2 separate regions of the Zea mays genome follow, and region 2 is linked to region 1. Evidence: chromatin contacts called from public Hi-C data. All regions are on one chromosome and are shown on one strand. Each heading gives the region's core, a stretch centred on a gene start, on an enhancer-like site or on the middle of the called end of the contact. The rest is flanking DNA. Distances are from core to core; before and after follow the strand shown.

Evidence for each region. A called contact is a pair of places that touch in the nucleus more often than the background predicts.
Region 2: a contact with region 1 is called in a Hi-C map of leaf, with 4 times the contacts expected there. The contact joins the promoter of LOC100278220 here to the promoter of LOC100272735 in region 1. A contact is called at or near these places in 9 of 25 Hi-C or Micro-C datasets (bundle sheath, ear, endosperm and 3 more).

Annotation. Positions count from the first base shown.
Region 1 is chr2:232,915,971-232,921,632 of Zm-B73-REFERENCE-NAM-5.0, reverse strand. It overlaps LOC100272735, which reads right to left and starts at 2,156. Exons shown (of 1, transcript NM_001367771.1): 1 at 221-2,156. The coding sequence starts at 2,037. The coding sequence ends at 460. It overlaps LOC100382493 (putative TCP-1/cpn60 chaperonin family protein), which reads right to left. Exons shown (of 13, transcript NM_001175230.1): 5 at 5,275-5,352; 6 at 4,854-4,987; 7 at 4,587-4,659; 8 at 4,424-4,501; 9 at 4,215-4,337; 10 at 4,020-4,114; 11 at 3,624-3,833; 12 at 3,314-3,371; 13 at 2,948-3,221. The coding sequence ends at 3,150. LOC109944099 (a long non-coding RNA gene) reads left to right here and starts at 880. Exons shown (of 2, transcript XR_002267458.2): 1 at 880-975; 2 at 2,221-2,652.
Region 2 is chr2:233,097,375-233,103,036 of Zm-B73-REFERENCE-NAM-5.0, reverse strand. LOC100278220 reads left to right here and starts at 3,284. Exons shown (of 10, transcript NM_001361311.1): 1 at 3,284-3,422; 2 at 3,532-3,638; 3 at 3,758-3,855; 4 at 3,955-4,134; 5 at 4,200-4,831; 6 at 5,229-5,320; 7 at 5,427-5,662. The coding sequence starts at 3,315.

The sequences.
Region 1 (5,662 bases), core at 907-3,406:
ACATGGTTCGCATTCGGTTTACCTTCTAAAACCGGGTGTGACACACGTGCTCTCCAATGATGAGACCATGCAATCGTGACATATATCGAAGTCTGCATGATACTGATGGTTGCAATGTAGTAGTGAAACAACTAAATTAAAATAACAAAAAATTATGTATGGCCAGGATCAAAAATGGATTATGAAACATTTTCTTATAACAATATAAGACACATTTTGTATATAAGTTATCATGGTATTATATGTTCCCGTTGCAACGCACGGACACTCACCAAGTAAGAGAATAATTTAGGAGGAACCGTCGTAGAGGTTGAAGATACAGGGAAGAGACACGCTCATCGCACATGATGAACCATCAAAACATGGTAGTACTTAGTACGTCACTGTAGTGGACCAACACTGTACAGTACAGTCATCAGGATTCCAGTCAGGCAGGCAAGCACCACACCTTGCGTCAGCTCAAAGCAACACAAGAAACAGAGGCACCAGTACGGCCGCCATCGTGGTGACCGCGGTGGCCACCGGAGCCCCTGACCCAACGAGCTGCACGCTGAAGTTGCAGGCGCCCTGAGAGGCGTCCTCGTCGACGACGACGGCGAGCCCCTGGAAGTCGCACGCCGACTCCACCTGCCCCTGTGCCTGGTAATAGGCGTTGAAGGCGTACGACGCGTTCCCGCGCGGGTCCAGCGCGCCGCAGCTGCACCCGTAGCCTAGCGCCGTGCAGTCGGCGCGGGAGCACGCGTACGCGACGTTGTCCGCGAGCCGTCCGTCCCCGGCGATGCTGATGGGGTTCAGGACGCACCACCGCCGGGGCAGGTACTCCACGCCCCGGGCCGGGACGGGCATCGCCGGCCGCCCGTCGCCGCGCAGGTCCAGCGGGAACTTGGGCCGCCCGTCGAAGGTGAAGATGCCCCAGTGGCGCTCGAAGTTGCCCGGCGCCACGCTCTTGGCGTCCTCGTCCACGAGCCCGAACAGGTAGGCCTCGATGCGCGCGCCGGGCCGGAGCGGCGTGCCTCTCCTGGCCGCGAGCCGCTGGAGGAGCCCCGCGTAGAAGCGCTCCGCGAGGGCCGCCGTGGCGTGCCTGTCGCCGTCCGTCGGCCAGCCGACCTCGCCGATCATGACCGGCAGGTGGCCGAGCCCGACCCTCTTGAGCGCCGACACCAGCGTGTCGAAGTTGGCGTCGAACACGTTGGTGTAGACGGCCCGGCCGTCGACCACCGGCGCACCGGCGCCGCCGTCGAAGAAGGCGTAGTCCAGCGGGAAGTCGTCGTTCCCGTACAGGCTGAGGAACGGGTAGATGTTGACGGTGAGCGGCGCGCCGCTGCGGTTGAGGAAGCGGACCATGTCCGCCATGACCCGCGCCACGTCGCTGCGGAACCTCCCTGCCGACGGCACCGGGTTGCTCGCCGGCGAATCGTACACGTCCGCGTTGACGGGGACCGTTGCCTTGACCGCCGCGCCGTGCCCGGCCTCGTCCAGCGCGCGCTGGATGTTCCTGAGCGCCGGCACCGTCACGTGGTCGAACGAGCCGTTGTACGCCCTGAGGAACGGCTCGTTGCCGACGGCCACGAACCTGGACGGACGTACACGTACGATCGAGAACGTCTCAGCGCCAGCGGAGAAACGAACGGGTCCATGCCAATGGCGGTGCACTGCATATATATATACGCGCGCGCTAGGGCCTAGGGCTACGCACTTGATGTTGACGCCGCCGTCGAAGGTGTACTTGGTGACATTGTCCCTAACCCACCGCCGGGCCCGGTCGTAGTCGGCGACGGCCGCGAGCATGTCGTTGGGCACGGCGATCATCGTCTCGATGCTCGTCCCGGCGAGGCCCTTCATGGTCCGCTCGTCGGCGTCGAAGATCTTCACCTTCGTGAACCCGTTGTCCGTGAGCAGGCGCGCCATCACCTTGGGCGGGAGCCGGCGCGCGGACATGGTGCCCCAGTTCACCCCGAGCGCGTCCACGCCCGTCGCCGCCGCCGTAGCGGCGGCAGCCACCGCGAACAATGCGAGAAGGCCGCGCGGCGCCGCCATGGAATGGAACCTCTCGCGCTCTTCCGTGTGCGCGACCAAGAAACGCCCGGAGCCCCGCGGGCTTAAATGGAGGGGTGCGAGCGGGTGGGTGCGTGGATCGGTCGCCACGCCGACGAGCGTAGGGCATCGGAGTACTGTTACACGAGTTGAATGAATCCGACCTCCCTCCCTCCCTTTTTGCAGGTGAAACAACCGCAGCTTTAGCAAAGCAGATCGTCGCTGAAGCATTGATTGGCGGGAGCAATAATGGCGGAGGTTTGGGCAGGGGGGGCTTGAGGAGGGGGAGGACAGAGGTTAGGGACGATCGAAGGATGGAAGAGAGGCGGCGGTTAATGCCTGCCAGATTGCCAGGAGTAAATCTATGCCAGCAAGGTGTAGACGTGTAGTGTAGACTATCATACTACCAGTGAATAGCAAGCAGTAGAACATTCTGACAGTTTTAGGACCTGTACAGACATAATTTGAGCAGTTCCTATTTTGTTTGGTGGGAAGTACTGTGATCACTTTCATTGCCTCTGCGTTGTTGTGCCATGCGAAACTTATCTGATTTACTTTAAGTCTGGTTCATTGTCGTAGTAGGCTGTAATTGAAACGATTATGGGTATTTGAAGAAAACTGCAGCTTGCACGAAGGTGTATACTGAGTTGATGAATTTAATGACCTCTGCATATGATAGCAATAACAGCACAAGAATTATAGCGGACTGGCGCACTGCGCAAAGCTACAGGAAATTAATAGCGTTGAACTGCGAATCGGAATCGATGCACTGCTGCTTCAAATATACGCGTAATATTTTTTACGCAGAAGACTATAAAAGGCTGGAACATTTTTGCTTCTATAATAAAAAAACTGAAGTAACACTCATATGAGCTCAGTCGGTATGATGAACTGAAGGAAAGAACCCTCGAATGAATAATACATCGGCACTGCAATAATACACCAGGAAAGAACAAGCAAATTCCCCATACGATACCAGCACAGCCGTGCAACCCTTCCAAACGTGAACTACAGGCACCAAAACCTTCTACAGAACCAAACCCTAAATAAGACATGATGTTCCCTGCTCTGAAACATTGCGTACGTGATACACAAAGAGAACAATCACAGTCAAACTAGTCCTCGTCCATCCCGCCACCAGGCTGGGCATCTCTTCTTGGACCTCCTGCCGGCTTCGCCATAATGATCTGGACAGTTCATATTACTCAAATATCATCGAGATGACGTTTGAAACACGAGCATAGGAAAGAACTTAGAGCGCAAGGCTTAGCAGTCATACCTGGTCAACCCGCAGCACGGTGCATGCGGCATCGGCAGAATATTTTAGGGCAAAGAACCTGTACAGCAAAATCAGCGAAGTGAGGAATCTGCCAAGAGGTCATAACAAGCAGCTTAAACTGCCACACAAAAAATGTGCAACTGCAAACCCATGCCCCCCAATCCCAAGACTAGCGTATTTAGACCAACACTAGTGCAAGCATTTTCCACATCCAATGGTGACATGTCCAATTACCACAAAAGATCGAAAAATGTTCTTAAACCAGCTTTACATATGATTCATTTCCCACCTGCTGATCGTATTGACTTACTTTGTGACATAAAGGTCCCATATTTTCAAGGTCGTGATGTCCTTGCAGGCACCTTCCTCCAGGTCAATGCCAACTTTCACATTGCCACTAGCATGCTCAGCATAAAGAGAGGATATTACATCCATTGCGCTAAGTCCGGCATTTTCTGCCAGGGTTCTTGGAACCATTTCAAAGCTTTCAGCAAATTTCGCAACAGCATACTGGTCCAACCTGCACAATTGTTAAGAGCAACCAGTGAATGATTGAGGGGAACATAATATAGAACCCAACACTTCATGGTGTCGGCCACTAAACTATTTTTTCTTTCAAAGGGTTAACCCTGCTCATATTGAAAGCAGATGTACTCATACCTTGTACATGATAAGTTATTAACTATCATGGTAGAAACAAACTTACCCTGTTTCCTTCAAAGAGAACTCCTTCAATCTCTTTGCCAGCTCTATTTCTGTTGCAGCAGCACCAGGAATTATCCTACTGTCCCTGCACATTGACTAGAATAAACAAGGACAGTGAGAACTCGAATAGATTAGCAAAACAGACACAGAACGTTACAATACAATAAAAGAGTTAGGTCACATGTACTATAGATACCTTGTACGTATTGACGCCATCATCAACAGCTCTTTCAAGATCATCTAGTATACTGTCAGTACTGCCTCTCAAGACAACAGTAGCCACTGAATTTCCACCTTCTTCGTTCTTGATGACAATAACCTATATAATAAAAAACAAAATGAATGTTGGTAAGGAAGAATAAAAAGTTATCTTCTGTAAAAGCACAAAGGGAGTAGAAAACATACCCGAGTACCACCAATTTCTTCCACGGAAACAGAGTCTGCGTACCCTAGTTCATCCGCATTGGGTTGGCTAAGTTTCAACTATATTTGAGAGAAAAAAATCCAAAATCAGAATAGTGTGCTACTATGACACGGTAACAAATACATCTGATGAATCACAACTTACAATTGCAACAGCCCCAGTAGTACGGCAGAATCTTCTCAGTTCAAACTTCGAGCTGATTTTCAGAACCATCAGCCTGCAAACATAACATCAGTAAGTAATGGCTATCAAAAAGGTCGATGACCATACAATCCTTAATTTTGGAGAAAATATAACACATACAATAACTCTCTCTAGTCTAAAAGAAATTTTCAACAATGAGCAATACTGCACAGAAAATTCAGATAACCTATTCAGTTCAGAACACATACGAAAAGCAAAAAAACTCACTTGTAACGTTCACAAAAATGTAGCGCCATGTCACCAACTGCAGCTCCACTGACAATAACCTTGGCACCTGAGTCAGCAACAGCTTTTATAAGCTCCTCCACCTTAGCTTCCTCAGTCTTAGCATAATTTTCTAGCTGCAAAAGCACAGGTATTATAGATTCCAACAGATACTTGCAGATTACAGCTTGCAATGCCCTACAGAAGCAAAGGAATATTATGTGCTCCATTTTTAAGTTCAGCATATCCATAAGAAATGAACCAACATATTATGAAAGGAGTGTACTGTTGGGTGCACGTCTACAGAACATAGAACAAACAAAACCAACTAAATAGTTTGCAACACCTAAACCTATCACGAGCATATTAAAAGTAGGAACAACTTCAACGGAACTCGAAAAAATTCTCAAGAGTAAGAACATACCTGCTCAGCGGAATGGATCAACACTGTTCCCTTTGTTTCGGTTGCTGAGGTATCGACACCACCAGCAAATACTGCAATCTGAATATTGATTGGTTTTAGAATTCAGCAAGGAATACTGCCAGACATCATACAGAAGATGGGTACTATGCTGTAACGCGTTAGGATTCCATTGCATATTGAAGTTCTATGCACCATTCTATAGCATATACCTGCCATCAGCAGCAGCGTGAACGAAAAAGACAGAAATAAATAAAATAGTGTTCTAAAAAGTGTGATTTTTTAGATACAGAAAACTTTACAACAGCACCAAGCATAACATAAGTAAATGAAAAGTGTTGTGATGTGACCTCTTTAAGTAGGAATTGGTTTGCCAGGCATCACCAAAGGA
Region 2 (5,662 bases), core at 2,035-4,534, 180 kb before region 1:
ATTATACAAATTCACGAACAGTTTTACATAGAATTAAAAATCTTCCTCTAAGATTAATTAAGTTAAGCAAGCTCCTAAGGAAAGAACAAAACCAAAAGGTGCACCCACAAACTACCTTCTTTTTAGCTGACAATTCCTAGCAGGTGCTACTGCACATATTGCCATCAGCATGCACACTCATGCATGTGATAAATACAACTCTTCCAACTGGAATCACCTCTTATTTCTACATGAGTTTCAATGAATGGAAGAATATATAAGGAAGGAGTGGATAGACTCAGATTGAAATGGTGTAGGGAGAAACAATTTAACTTGCCATGTTCAAACCTACGATCGTGCTGGCCGACGTTGAACAAGAGAAAGGATTTTGTATCTTTATTTACTTATTTATTATGTCACACAGCAGAGGCAGCTCACCTTAGCCTATCTCCAACCATTTTTCTTTAATTCTATCCTTTATCTGTACTTTCTAATATATTTTACTATCTTTCTTTAAAAGATTCCCCCCCTACATACACGTCTCCATCCATTCCCCATATATGGCTCCACCTATATACTATACTACCTCCGTTTACAAATATATGACACCGTTGATTTTTTTGAAAATTTTGACCAATCATTTTATTCAAAAATATAAAATTTTAAGTCAAACACAAACTATCTTAAGTGATAAAATAAATCAAAAAAAACATAAAACCCTAAACCCTAGTACTAGGCTATTTAACATTTATTTATTTATCACTTTTTGAAATTAAAAAAAAACATACAACTACTTTAGAGACAGCCTCAGGTCCGGGCGAATCTTCTTTTTGTTGGGTGGAGAAGCATGTGAGACGGCCTATCATGGGCGCTTTCCATCATGGATAGCACTCGTGAGCGGTGAGCATTGGAGAGGTGGAGGAGAGTTGACCCTTAGTTTATGCATTGCTATTACTAGCTGTAGCAGGAAATGTATGTCTCGTGCTGTGCAAGTGCGCATTGACTCATTACGTACGTCAGCTCGGTTACATGTTGACTGTGACCGCCTCGATGACGTCTGCTAGTGCTGACCGTGTCTCACATGTACGGACCAAGCACTAGTCCTGCACGTGATGATGTATACGTTTGTTTTTATATATAGTGCCGTACCCGTACGAGACATGTAGTCATGTAGTCAAGTATCTTATTATGATTACAGCTCTAGCTCATCAAGTGCTTCCTGTACAAGAAAGCTAGCGAAAAAGTAAGGGATTGATTGTTGCATGGTTGTCCCTACTCGAAGATGTTCTTTAATTTCATTTTTATCTCTATGTTTTTAAAGTCTGCGTGTATGTCCTTTCTTTTTTGAAACGAACAGTCAATCTGTCCCCAGTTCGTTATCAGAGCTTAACGGTGTTAACTTAGCCCACAAAACACTGATGAACAAGGTATTATAAGTGGAATATTTAAAAGTTAGGATTTTTTTTTAAAAAAGAAGCTTGTGTCTTATATCGATATATCACTACTGCATAACCAACAATACCTGCTGCTGCGTGTGCTAGAATGGACAGTGATCCAGCTTTACTGCCGGATCATAATCAAGCCGAGTTAGAATCCAGATAACAATGATTGGCCTATTTAGTTGGCGGTAAAGCCGTCTAAGGCTGTCGTCGGCTCTGGTCTATATGTATATACTTATTGGTAGCTAGTGACGCGGTACTGCTAGCGGCAACTTGATAATGATTCATGAGGTATATATGCTTGCTGTCCCTATTGTTTTGGTCATTTTTACACCAAAATTCTTGTAGCGGGGCCTTTTGCTAATATATGCGGTATGTGCTCGTGTGGGGCTGCATACTTTTTGAACTCCGTCGGCCGCATGCTCTCAACAAATACTGTCTGACGTACGTAAAGGAGTATATTGAATATATGTCTAAATTAATTTTATTTTACTAATAAAATATCAGCCATGTATATATTAAATTTAGTAATAAAAGACTGTGTCAAGTAACAAAATATTTTTTTCATCAATTCTACTATAGGTTTTACGGTGGATGGGGAAAAAAAATCTGGACCGTCTTTTGTTTCAGATCGGAGCATATCCGCTACTACAGGATGGATGTGCACACTACACTACACGGTAGGTAATTCGTCAAATCATGCTCGCGCGCGGGGAAAAGCAGATGGGTTGTTTTGGCTGTGTGGCCTGCTTTGGCATTGCAAAGGTGTGTACTGCTTGCGACTTTGGCATATATTTCGATTTCATGCGCATGTGGTTTGATGCTTTTTATTGTGGTCTGTGGTAGTATGCTATCCATGCATGAGATATATCTGATCATGCTTATACGCATGCGCATTATAGTCCCAGCCAGCACTAGCTAGGCTTTACATAGCATAATAATTAACCTAAGCCAGAGCGTAAATATACAAGCCAGAATAATAGCTGCACAGGGTACTTTAAGCATTGTGTGTTTTTTTTTAAAAAAATTCCTGGCAGCCAAAATCCTCTCGAGCGGTCGAGCCTAATATCTAACTCAAGACTGTTTGAATTACGATAATTCCAAAGTTGATTAATTTTTTTTAGGACAGATAGAAATGCCTCCTTTTATGTTGTCTAACCCACTGCTATCCCCACGCGTTGAGATTCATCGGAACACTCCGATACATCGTCCATTATTGAACGACCAAATGATTCCCCGGGCCCCGCGCGCACACCAATCTGCAAGCATTTTGGATGCTGCCCTCCCAGTGCGGAGAGCTTATGAGTAGCTCAAAGATTTCTTCAGCGCTTGCTGTGAATAGACTGTGCATGTGATAGCCATTACCCATTTGAAAAAGTTTTTTAGTACGAAAGAATACTAATTGTGGTATGTATAATCCTATTTAATAAACTGTCTCTTGAATAGTTTCTAGGGGTTATATAAAAAATACAAGAGACAAGAACCCGTTGAAAGCTTAGGGTTGTATCATACCATTTATTAGCTGTCTCTTGTGCTTTAAAAGCCGATCCAAGATCTCTAGGTTGTACGTACATGCCCCTGTGAATTTCTACTCATACTAAGTTTCTTTTCGTTTCTTGCTGTAATAACTGCTTAGTCGATGCATAGATATGTGTCTTTTGCAGAGGAGGGCTACCCCCCAGCAAACCCGGCCCGCATCGACTGGCATACTTGATGCCCATGTTTAGTACACAAAAGTCCATTATTCGTGTAGCTAGTACAGTATCACACACAGGCTGCTTGCAACAACAATGGTCCAAGACTGCTGCTTGTTGCTATATATACGCATGGGAGCAGAAGGACATGTGCACTATCACTCGTGCATAACACTAGCAGAGAGAGAACATAAATCCAAAGATGGGCTGGAGACCACACGTTGTCTCTGTGTCATCTTCTGCACTACTAGTGCTGCTTCAGCTCCTCGTGCTACTGATGCTGCCCGCTGATGCGTCGTCATCAAGCCAAGTAAGCTGACAAGCTGTTTTTCTTCCCTGTTCCGGCCTCTTCCCCTGAAGCTTCATGTGTCTGCCTGCCTGCCTGCCACTGATGCTAGCTGTTCCTTGAAAGAACTCAGACGACGACGACGACGATCTACGTCGTGTACATGGGCGAGAAGAAGCACGACGACCCTTCCCTCGTCGTGGCGTCGCACCACGCCACGCTGGCCTCCGTTCTTGGGAGGTGCGTACCATTATTACTAGTATATGTAATGAGTTAATGACCCAGACGACCTAGCAGCTCGTGCTGAAGCTGGCTTTCTGCTGCTCATCTTGTGCCATTCATGTCGTCGACGGAGGCAGCAAGGATGAAGCACTCAGCTCCATAGTCTACAGCTACAAGCACGGATTCTCCGGTTTCGCGGCGAAGCTCACCCAGCCCCAAGCGGAGGAGCTTAAAAGTGCGTCGTCGTAGCCTCGCCGGAGCTAAGCATGAATCAAGTTGTTTTATTACTGAGAATAACGAGCTTATTTGCAACATATATATAATGACCTACTAGAATACCCTGGAGTTGTGAGCGTGAAGCCAAACACGTACCACCACGTCCACACGACTCGGAGCTGGGATTTTCTTGGCATGAGCTACGGCCAACAGCAGTCGTCGTCGTGGTCGTCGTCGTCGCGGCTCCTTAGGAAGGCCAAGTACGGCGAAGATGTCATCGTCGGCGTCATAGACTCAGGTGGTTCTGGTGGTTTCGACATCACTTAAATCCAGTTTGCGTTGCTGACATGTATGCTTCTGCAGGCATCTGGCCGGAATCCCGGAGCTTCGACGACAGCGGGTACGGCTACGGCCCCGTGCCGAAACGGTGGAAAGGCGTGTGCCAGACAGGCCAGGCGTTCAACGCGAGCAACTGCAACCGGAAGGTCATCGGCGCGCGGTGGTACGCCGCCGACGTCAGCGAGGAGGACCTCAAGAACGAATACAGGTCGCCACGGGACGCCAACGGCCACGGCACGCACACCGCCTCCACGATCGCCGGCTCGCCCGTGCGGAACGCGAGCCACCACGGCGGCGGCCTGGCCGCCGGCATAGCGCGCGGCGGGGCGCCGCGCGCGCGGCTGGCAATATACAAGGCCTGCCACGCTGTCGGCGGCAGCGCGAGCTGCGGCGACGCCTCGATCCTCGCGGCCCTCGATGCCGCCATTGGGGACGGCGTCGACCTAGTGTCCCTGTCGCTGGGAGGCTTAGGCGAGATCTACCAGTCGTTGCACGCCGTGGCGGCCGGGATCACCGTGGTGCTCGCTGCAGGGAACGATGGCCCCGTGGAGCAGTCCCTCAACAATGCCCTGCCGTGGGGCATCACGGTGGCCGCCGCCACCATGGACCGCACCTTCCCGACAGTGGTCACGCTGGGCGACGGAGAGAAGCTGGTGGTACGTACGCCGCGCCTACTAATGAATCATTGTCACTCACCGTTATTCCATACAACACTAGTACGCTGCCGCTACCGTTGGGACGGCACAGAACATTACAACAGGCGGTCGGTGTGGTAGACCCACTAAAAAAATACTCATAAAAAATAAATTTAATATTAAAACGAACATATTGTCCATATACCATATATTAAACCGATAAGCAGTTGCAACTGTCTCATGCCAATGTACCTAACACATATGGATAAATCTATGAAATCTTTGCACCATTCAAAAATTTCAAAACAAAACATCTCACAGGCTGTAGGTCCGTTTGACGAATCATTTCGTGTTGTTGCTGACAAATTTGTGCCGAATATAAATGTGACGTGGGGCAAAAACATGAGTCTCTTTGCAGGGGCAATCACTGTATTACCACAACCGCTCAGCGGCGGCATCGACGAGCGACGACGACGACTTCGCTTGGCGCCATTTGATATTATTCCCTAGGTAACGCCGCATGCACTTTAATTTGCTTTCGTAATTAGTTAAACGTCAAAAAAAAAATCTGAATTAATTAGAACAACGGACCCAATCCATCATCCTGCATCGTCAGCTGCGACGAGAAGAATCTGGGGTCGGAAAACATCACCGGGAAAATCGTCATATGCCGTGCGCCGGTGTTCTGGTCCGACTATCCTCCTCCGCGGCAGCTTAGCAGGGCCAGCCGAGCCGCCATCGCCGGCGGGGCCAAGGGCATCATCTTCGAGCAGTACAGTACCAACAGCCTTGACACCCAGGTCGTCTGCCAAGGCCACCTGCCATGCGTCGTGGTGGACAGAGAATCCATAT